2 separate regions of the Zea mays genome follow, and region 1 is linked to region 2. The links are chromatin contacts, called in public Hi-C maps. All regions are on one chromosome and are shown on one strand. The core of a region is the stretch at or near the end of the contact, and the rest is flanking DNA. Distances in the headings are between cores, read along the strand shown.

Region 1 (3,753 bases), core at 708-3,207, 200 kb after region 2:
CGCATACCTTGTCAACCTTGATGCCAGGCATGATATTCTGATCCTTCAAGCAGTCAACAAACTTCCTGCCATCTGTAGTTGATTGATAAAGAGTCTCCTCAAAAAGAATAGCACCAGAAATGTATTCACCAAGACCAGCAGTTGTCAGCAAAAGCTGCCTGTAAGCCTGGCGGTTAGGTTCTGTGTTGTCCAAACCAATTGACGATAGCCTCTTTCCACATGTTGCATTTGACTCATCAATTGCCAGAATACCACGTCCAGGGGAAGCAACCGATTTCTGCAGATAAAGTTACAACGATTAGATTAGTATTCACACATAAACAACAGAAAAATGAATCACGGTTAAGAAGAAATCAGCAATAGTGGAAAAGGAGAATGACTTAGAACTTAGAGGAACAGATTGTGATACTAAAGTTCAACCAATCAAACAGTAATGAGTGTCAATTCCAATAGATGAAACACATAACTTAAAATATGGTCGACAGGCTTGCACGAACTTACTATCAATCAACAGGCACAAACAAAGAAGCATTGCAGTTGGTATCACATAAGCTCTAATGTATCCACATTATATATAGCAAGTGCCAATTTCACACTTTAGCACTACTTTTAAGTTTTGTACATTGTAGGTCTTTGCATTGAAACTCAGAAATCAGATGCGCGAAATCATCATTAATCAGAAATCAGATGCAGAGAATCACCAGCATTTCGACAAATACATAAATTATTACAATTAAGATGCCACAAAAGGTCAAAAGCTCCTATTGCCTTTCAACCAATTTGGTGACATTAGCAGTTCGATCGTCTTCAGATCAACACTCCCCTGAACTGAAGTCCATGCTAATAGAAAAGTTGTGCAGAGACTGAAGCAAGAATGAAGCAGTCAAAATGAATATACTTCATTTTTAAGTGCCACCAGAGGCAGATAGATAATCAAGATATTTTTTTAATAATATCAAAATATGAACACACATCAATAAGCACACAATTCAAATGATTACGATTAGGAGTCTGGTAGAGGCCAGAAACAGTAAAGCCAGTGAGAACTTTGTCAATTCTATCCAAATATTCAGTATATCAGATTTTGTATGGGATCTTTGAGCAGATAAAAGCACAAGAAACACGGTTTTATGCACCCACAGCTGGACGTCCCTAAATAACACAGGATATGTGCACATCGCCTAATCTCTTAGGCACTTCTATGGCATCTGGCATCCCAATTTTGTTTGCATGGAGAAGAATACGATGAACAATGCAGCTTGCATTCAAGTAAAGCACTTCTCCATCGCAACAAATAGGTACCCAGACAATGTTTCTTCAACCTACAATTGAATGGGAGATTTTTGATATTTGACACCCAATTTGCATGACTTTCAGGGATTTGACACCCCTGTCACAATGACATGCGGCATCACGGTGAGTAGTTGACACGTGGACCAGGGTATCAAATCTTAAAATTTGTCCATCTGAATCGAGTAAACCAAAAGAAAACCGGGGTTTTCCTCATCATCCTAGTCCTGCCGAACAGTCCCCATCACCGCGTTCACACATCAACAGATACAAACAAAGAACCGTCCCTAACGTCACAGATCGCCGCGTAAGGCACGTGCAACACTCCAAGAGCCAGATCCTCCGGTGGGCAGTCAACCCACTCAGACCGAAGGGAAGGGACAGACGTAGGGTTTGCTGGCGGTGGCGCCGGGGCTCACCGCGGTGGAGACGAGCTCGTCGGAGTAGGAGCCTGCCGCGGCGCGGATCACCGTCGCGCGGCGGGCGGGCGCGGACCGGCGCGCGCGGCCGCCAGCCAGCAAGCTGGTCGCCGGGGAGCTCAGCTTCGCCGTCGCCATAGCCATCGGTTGGTCCCGAGTTGGTCTGGTTCGTCAGGTGCGTACGCGATCGGTCGGTCGGCGCTTTGGTTTCACGAGGAGAGGAACTGGGTTGGTGGCAGGCAGACGAGGTTTCCGTGAGGGAGAGACACGAGAGAAACTAGTAGGACGGTACTTTTACGCCTAGGTCCTTTCTCTTTCACTGATTTAATTTTCCATTTCTTGAAACACCTGCTTGACCTTTTCTTTATTCGTTTGTAAGTGCAAAATGGCCATTCGCTATTTTTGTGGATGCCAAAGTGATTATTATTCTAGCCATGTTTCGGACCAGAAAGATATCCTCAGATTATGTAGCAGATTTGTGAGTCTTCAAAATATACATTGTTTGGCTTTTTCGTTGATTTCACTTTGGTCAATTTGCTGCCCCGAGTCGATGTATTTTTCCGCTGGGGATTGAGGGTGTCTGTAAATACGGAATACATCGAGGACCAATAGCAATGTTTGGTTACTCTCCTTGGCCGTCTCCGCCGCCGGGCGGATCCACCGAGGCCACCCGCCACCCCCACCCTAGTTTGTGTACTTTTGTTTTGGTTCTTTCTGCGATCATATCAATGGACGACGACACAGGCGCCGAGGCGCGACGCTTTGAGCCTTCGGCCCTTGGACGACACAAGCGGCAAGCCCGTACTAGGACCTCGAAGCCTTCATCAGGTATGAGGCCCAGTCCATTTTAGATTTAGTTTTTTTTTACATCCATGCACTTAAACTTGACCAGGTGTTTAGTTTTGCCCGTAGTCTGAAAAATTCCCCATTTCTACCCTCCCGAGGGTACAAAAAGCATCAGAATACTGTTTGACCATCATGTCTATTCTATGACTGTGTTGCCAACTGTCGTTACCGTGAATTGCAGCGGGCCTCGCGACCCCTCTCCATCCAAAATTCCCCGAATCTATCTAATCCGTAACCCCATGTTAGCCCCAATGCATTTAAATACCCCTAACTGAACTGTGGACTTGTGATCTGCACATGTCACGCTCGGGTGCTATCTGCGACCGCAAGCAGCACTGAAGGAAACAGGTGACGTCTAAGAGGGGTAAATTAGGACTTCTAGAACTTTCACTAAATTAAGCCACAAATAAATTCCTAGAGCAAAACCTATGCAATTAATAATGTGCAAACTAGGTTTTGTCTAAGTGTTGTTATCTCTACTGCAATGTCTAAGTTTCAATCCTAAACAATCTAAGTATAAAAACAAACTGTGACTTACCATTCGCTTAGCCCTATGCCCTTGCATATACACCTATGCCCTTGCATCAGAACCCCTATGCCCTTGCATATACACCTCCACATCCGTGGGCGTACGGCCGGATTTGACTTCCTGTACATAAAAGTTATAATGACACATTTCTATGTGATTCAAAGTTACGACAAACTGTGACTTACCATTCGCTTAGCCAAGCGCACATGACCATCACCGCCGTAGTTGTGGAACGACTCAGTCCCACGGTTTCCCCTGTTCCTTTCGGAAATGGCACGAAACTCCGGGGAAGCCCACCATCTGCACAATGCCCGATAACCGTCTGATCGGGTGGCCATCCACGGCACCGACACCTACATAAAATTTTTTAAATAAAGCAAGCAAATACATGGCTTTGTGCGATATGAGAGGCAACAACCTGTTTACCTCTAGGTATTGCTCCTCCGTCAAGTAAATTGATGACCACTCGGCCTTTGTATTTGGCATCGGTCGATCATCAGCATTTGCTCTGTACCATGCCTTTATAGCCTGAATTCGTGCATAGTACATTGCATCTGCAACGACATCGTTCGCGTTAAACTCAAACACGTAACGAGCGTTCATATCATATGATCCATCGTCCGGCAACTTGTACCGTTTCTGCAAAAACCATAGTGTTATCATAAAAGC
Region 2 (3,997 bases), core at 904-3,403:
GAAACAGTGAGGCAGCTGGCCATTGTTGCACTCTGGTGCATTCAGTGGAACCCCAAAAACAGGCCATCAATGACAAAAGTGGTTAACATGTTGACAGGAAGGTTACAGAATTTACCAATACCACCTAAGCCATATGCCTAGCCTGAAAGACATCCTATGCCATAAAACATGGAGGATATACACCATGTTTTAGGAAGCATGACAAGCAGTTATGCTTACTTTCATGTGTGAGCTTAGTAATGCTTAGCAATAGATTACACAGTATTTGGATCATTCCACTGTATCAGACACATGAACTGTGACTCTTTTAATTTTCGATGTGTGGTAACTTAATTAGAGACGTATCACATTGGATTTGATTTCCAGTGTTGTTCAATTATTGTGATTTTCCGGAAAATATACCTGTTCGGTTGGCTTTAATCCGTACCGGTTTCTACTGTTTCTTTTTTTCTCGAAAGCGCAGTAGAACTGTGCTCCATTATATATTAAGCAGAAAAAGGGGTGGCCAAAAAAGACCAATACAAACGGCCTCCTTACGGAGGCCAGTAGGAAGCATACATAAATGAATCCATCAGACCTTCTTAATTCTCAGCTAAGGGTGCTGCTAAATGGCAAAGCCCCTTGGCACCAGCAATCTCCCATTGTGCCCTTTCCTCATCTGTAGCTCTAAGACTCATGGTAACACTAGGGCTGCAGCCATCAAAGACGCATTTGTTTCTATGCTTCCACAAGGTCCAGGCTCCCAGAATGATAAGGGAATCAAGTCCTTTTTTTGTGAGTCCATTAGCAATATTCCCCACCGATTCCTACCAGCCTAGATATGAGCTAACATCTGGTTGAGGAGCCAAAGAATGCAGACCAGATTTCCTTAACAACAGATACCAGAATTCCCTGGAGAAAGAATAGGTAACAAGGAGATGATCGATAGTTTCATCCTCTTGATCACAAAGAGGGCACTTCTCAGGATGAATCAGCCCTCTTTTACCAAGCCTATCTGCTGTCAAGACTCTATTTTGTGCAACCAGCCAGATGAAGAAGCGACATTTTGGCAAGGCCCAAGTTTTCCAAATTTTCTTGTGATGAGGGAAAACCACAAACCCCAAAAAGAAACCTTCGTAAGCAGTCTTTGCTGAATAGATGCCAGTAGGAACAATACTGAAAACATGTTATCGTCAACCTCAGGCTGCAGCTGCCAAGCTGAAGTCATATTCCACAACTGGAGATAATCTGTTAAGACTTCCACTGTCAGCGGACCCTTAATATCATAGATCCATTTTCTATCTGTAATTGCCTCATAAACAGTCATGTTATTGACAATCCTCTTGGGTATAACATTATACAAACTTGGAGCAAGGTCTTTAATTCTCTTACCATTTAACCACTTATCCTTCCAAAACTTTGTATTTCTACTGTTTCTACAATGTTTTTGTCTCTATGAATTGCAGCTGCAGCAGTCCAAACAGTCGGCTTTAATCCAAAGCGAACAAATATGTTCCTTTGATTTATCTGTGCTCATCAATGTTGTGTACTACAACAAGTCCCTGCATAACTCAGAAAGGTGTTCTACTCTTTTATCTCATTTTTTTGTGTTTGTGTGTGTGTGGAACAAGGTGTTCTACTTTTCCTATTTGTGGTGCATAAGAGTTATTATAAATTCATCATGCTGGGTAATTGATAAACAACTAAACCTCAGCAATGTGTTCTATATGTCCTTCCGATGGGCCATAATTGGTCAAGATGCAAAGACACTATAACCTAAATTGTGCCAGGGACGAAGCCAGCCAAGTAAGTCGCCAGGTCATCCACTTTGCTAGCTAGAGTTTGCACTGCAGTAATACAGTGCGTACAGTGATTTTCAACTTCAAACCATCAGGGTCAGACCTAGCTCTGCACTTGAACTATGCATAGTTTCTTATTCCCCACACAGCCACACCCCAAGTAACAATGTCACCCCGCATATATCCCAGGTTTGTGAGCGCAACTGTCCTAAAATCTAGCAACGTGGTATGCAAAAGCAAGGTGTTATTACCTCTGTCAGTAACGAGTAGGAAGCGCATCCGGAAAGCGGTAGCGACCCTCACCGGAGCGGAGGACGGCGGCGAGAAGAGGAATACCCGTTCCAGCATTCGGAGGCGGTGCGCACATCGGCACATGAGGGAATTCGTGAGACTTCCTTCCTGGCATTGGGATTGGCGACTTCCTTCGTGGTGGCTACGAGGTACTAGTGAAATGAAATCCGTAGCCGTGTAGCCGTAGCGTAGTTTAGCGGGCGGCGCACACAAAAAAAAGTGCGACGAACAATGGCGTTGTGTCGGCTGTAACAGGTGGCCGTCAGAGCGAGGAGATGTGATTTAATGGCCCATGGGCCTGATTTAGCTCATGTAGAAAAGCATTCGGAGTTCGAATGGGGAATATTTTGTTAAACAAAAGGCAACCGAACGTATTTTGAAGGGCCTCTGTTTTTTATTAGTTAGTTGATCGTACATTAATTATATATACTAGTCGGTTACTCGTGTGTTGCGACAGCTCACAACAATACCTACATAAATTATCCACCAAAAAGATATCAAGATTTTTTATTGATTGTCTCCGCTCTTCGCATAATATTTTTTATAAACGCACGGGTACCAAAGGCAGCAAATTAGAGACCCCATCACTTGTCTTCCCACTCAAGGTTTCGTACAACAGGAGGGGAAGAGAAGAGGCGGACATACATGTTCGTTGCCGGAGAAGGACACGACGAAGACCTTAGAATCTGGAGGCGACATAGGTAGTATATCGCTAGATATATAGGGAGAGAGCACGCAAGCAGATAAAAAAAGCCCAACAGGAGCAGCTCCAAACCGAGAGGCACACGCACTAGACGTCAATCCGAGAAGGGCGAGAGAATGCGAGTATCTTCCTAGCCCTAGACCCACCGATGTGACACAACACCACCACCAACTTCGTAGCATATGACGACTGCTGCCACGCTACGGATCTTGGTTGTCCAATATCTCAAACCTGGACTCTTCATCGCCAAGATAACCAAAGCGTAGCAGGCGCCACCATGTCCTCCTCGACGGCACGCACAGAGAAAGGCCAGGAGCATGACCGACTCGTCTCGTACCCGCGTCGACGAGCATCAGTCGGCTCATGATTGCGACCGTGGGTGGGGCAGTAGGTTGGGGAGGAAGAACAGGGCGAAGGCCGGGAAGACGAACGGGACGTCCAACGATGACGAAAACGATGGTGCGCACATAATGTGAAACGTTCTCGTGGACGTGCAATAGCCACTGCGTGAGTCAGTGTCGGGGATGGTGTCGGGCGAATACGGGGAAGAGGTGCATGCTCCTACGCCCTCTGTCGAGAATGGGGTGGCGCGGAGGTGGAGGCATGAGGGGAGAGAGAAAAGAAGTAGAATGACGAACGAGGTGGTGGCAACTGAGCCGAGGACCATCATTATCGTGTGGAGGTATAGATGGCCAAAGGGTCGTGTCTGGCGAGCCGGCCCGAGGCACGACCCATTTAATAGTGACTGGGCCAACCCGACACGAGTGTAATACCTACATTGTAAGAAAATCAAAAGGGAGAAATTATATTCCTTTATATACATTGGTGCCATCTCTACTTATCAATTCATGTGGACACCTCACTTAAACACATAAAAGGCTAATAAAGGACACCACTAAAACATGCATCATGCTGGTTTTTCACTCTTGTGTGCACTTTATGACAACATAAAAATAATGTGAAAAGAGATACACTAAAGGCCAAAGTGGAATTTAAGATGTAAAAGAAATTCTAGAAATTAGAAAGGAGGAGAAATAAAATATTTTGTGGGTGAGAATAAATATATAAAAACAAATACTATTCTTACACTAGAGAAATGAAGTTGAACATTTGACCAAGGGTTAAATTCATAACAAGACCCACATTCAAATTTGAAAATTGAAAATGAAAAGAAGAAAAAAATAAAACAGGAAAGAATAAAAAGAAAAAGGAGCCAGGACCCGAA

Evidence for each region. A called contact is a pair of places that touch in the nucleus more often than the background predicts.
Region 1: a Hi-C map of ear shows a contact between it and region 2, with 4 times the contacts expected there. The contact joins the promoter of LOC100502020 here to the promoter of LOC100193171 in region 2. A contact is called at or near these places in 4 of 25 Hi-C or Micro-C datasets (ear, endosperm, leaf and 1 more).

What each region holds. Positions count from the first base shown.
Region 1 is chr8:10,265,462-10,269,214 of Zm-B73-REFERENCE-NAM-5.0, forward strand. It overlaps LOC100502020 (fructose-bisphosphate aldolase 3, chloroplastic), which reads right to left and starts at 1,958. Exons shown (of 6, transcript XM_008657353.4): 1 at 1,710-1,958; 2 at 8-277. The coding sequence starts at 1,853.
Region 2 is chr8:10,065,200-10,069,196 of Zm-B73-REFERENCE-NAM-5.0, forward strand. It overlaps LOC100193171 (putative protein kinase superfamily protein), which reads right to left and starts at 2,154. Exons shown (of 5, transcript NM_001358677.1): 1 at 2,030-2,154. LOC542671 (Ser/Thr receptor-like kinase 1) reads left to right here. Exons shown (of 3, transcript NM_001112189.1): 3 at 1-347. The coding sequence ends at 141.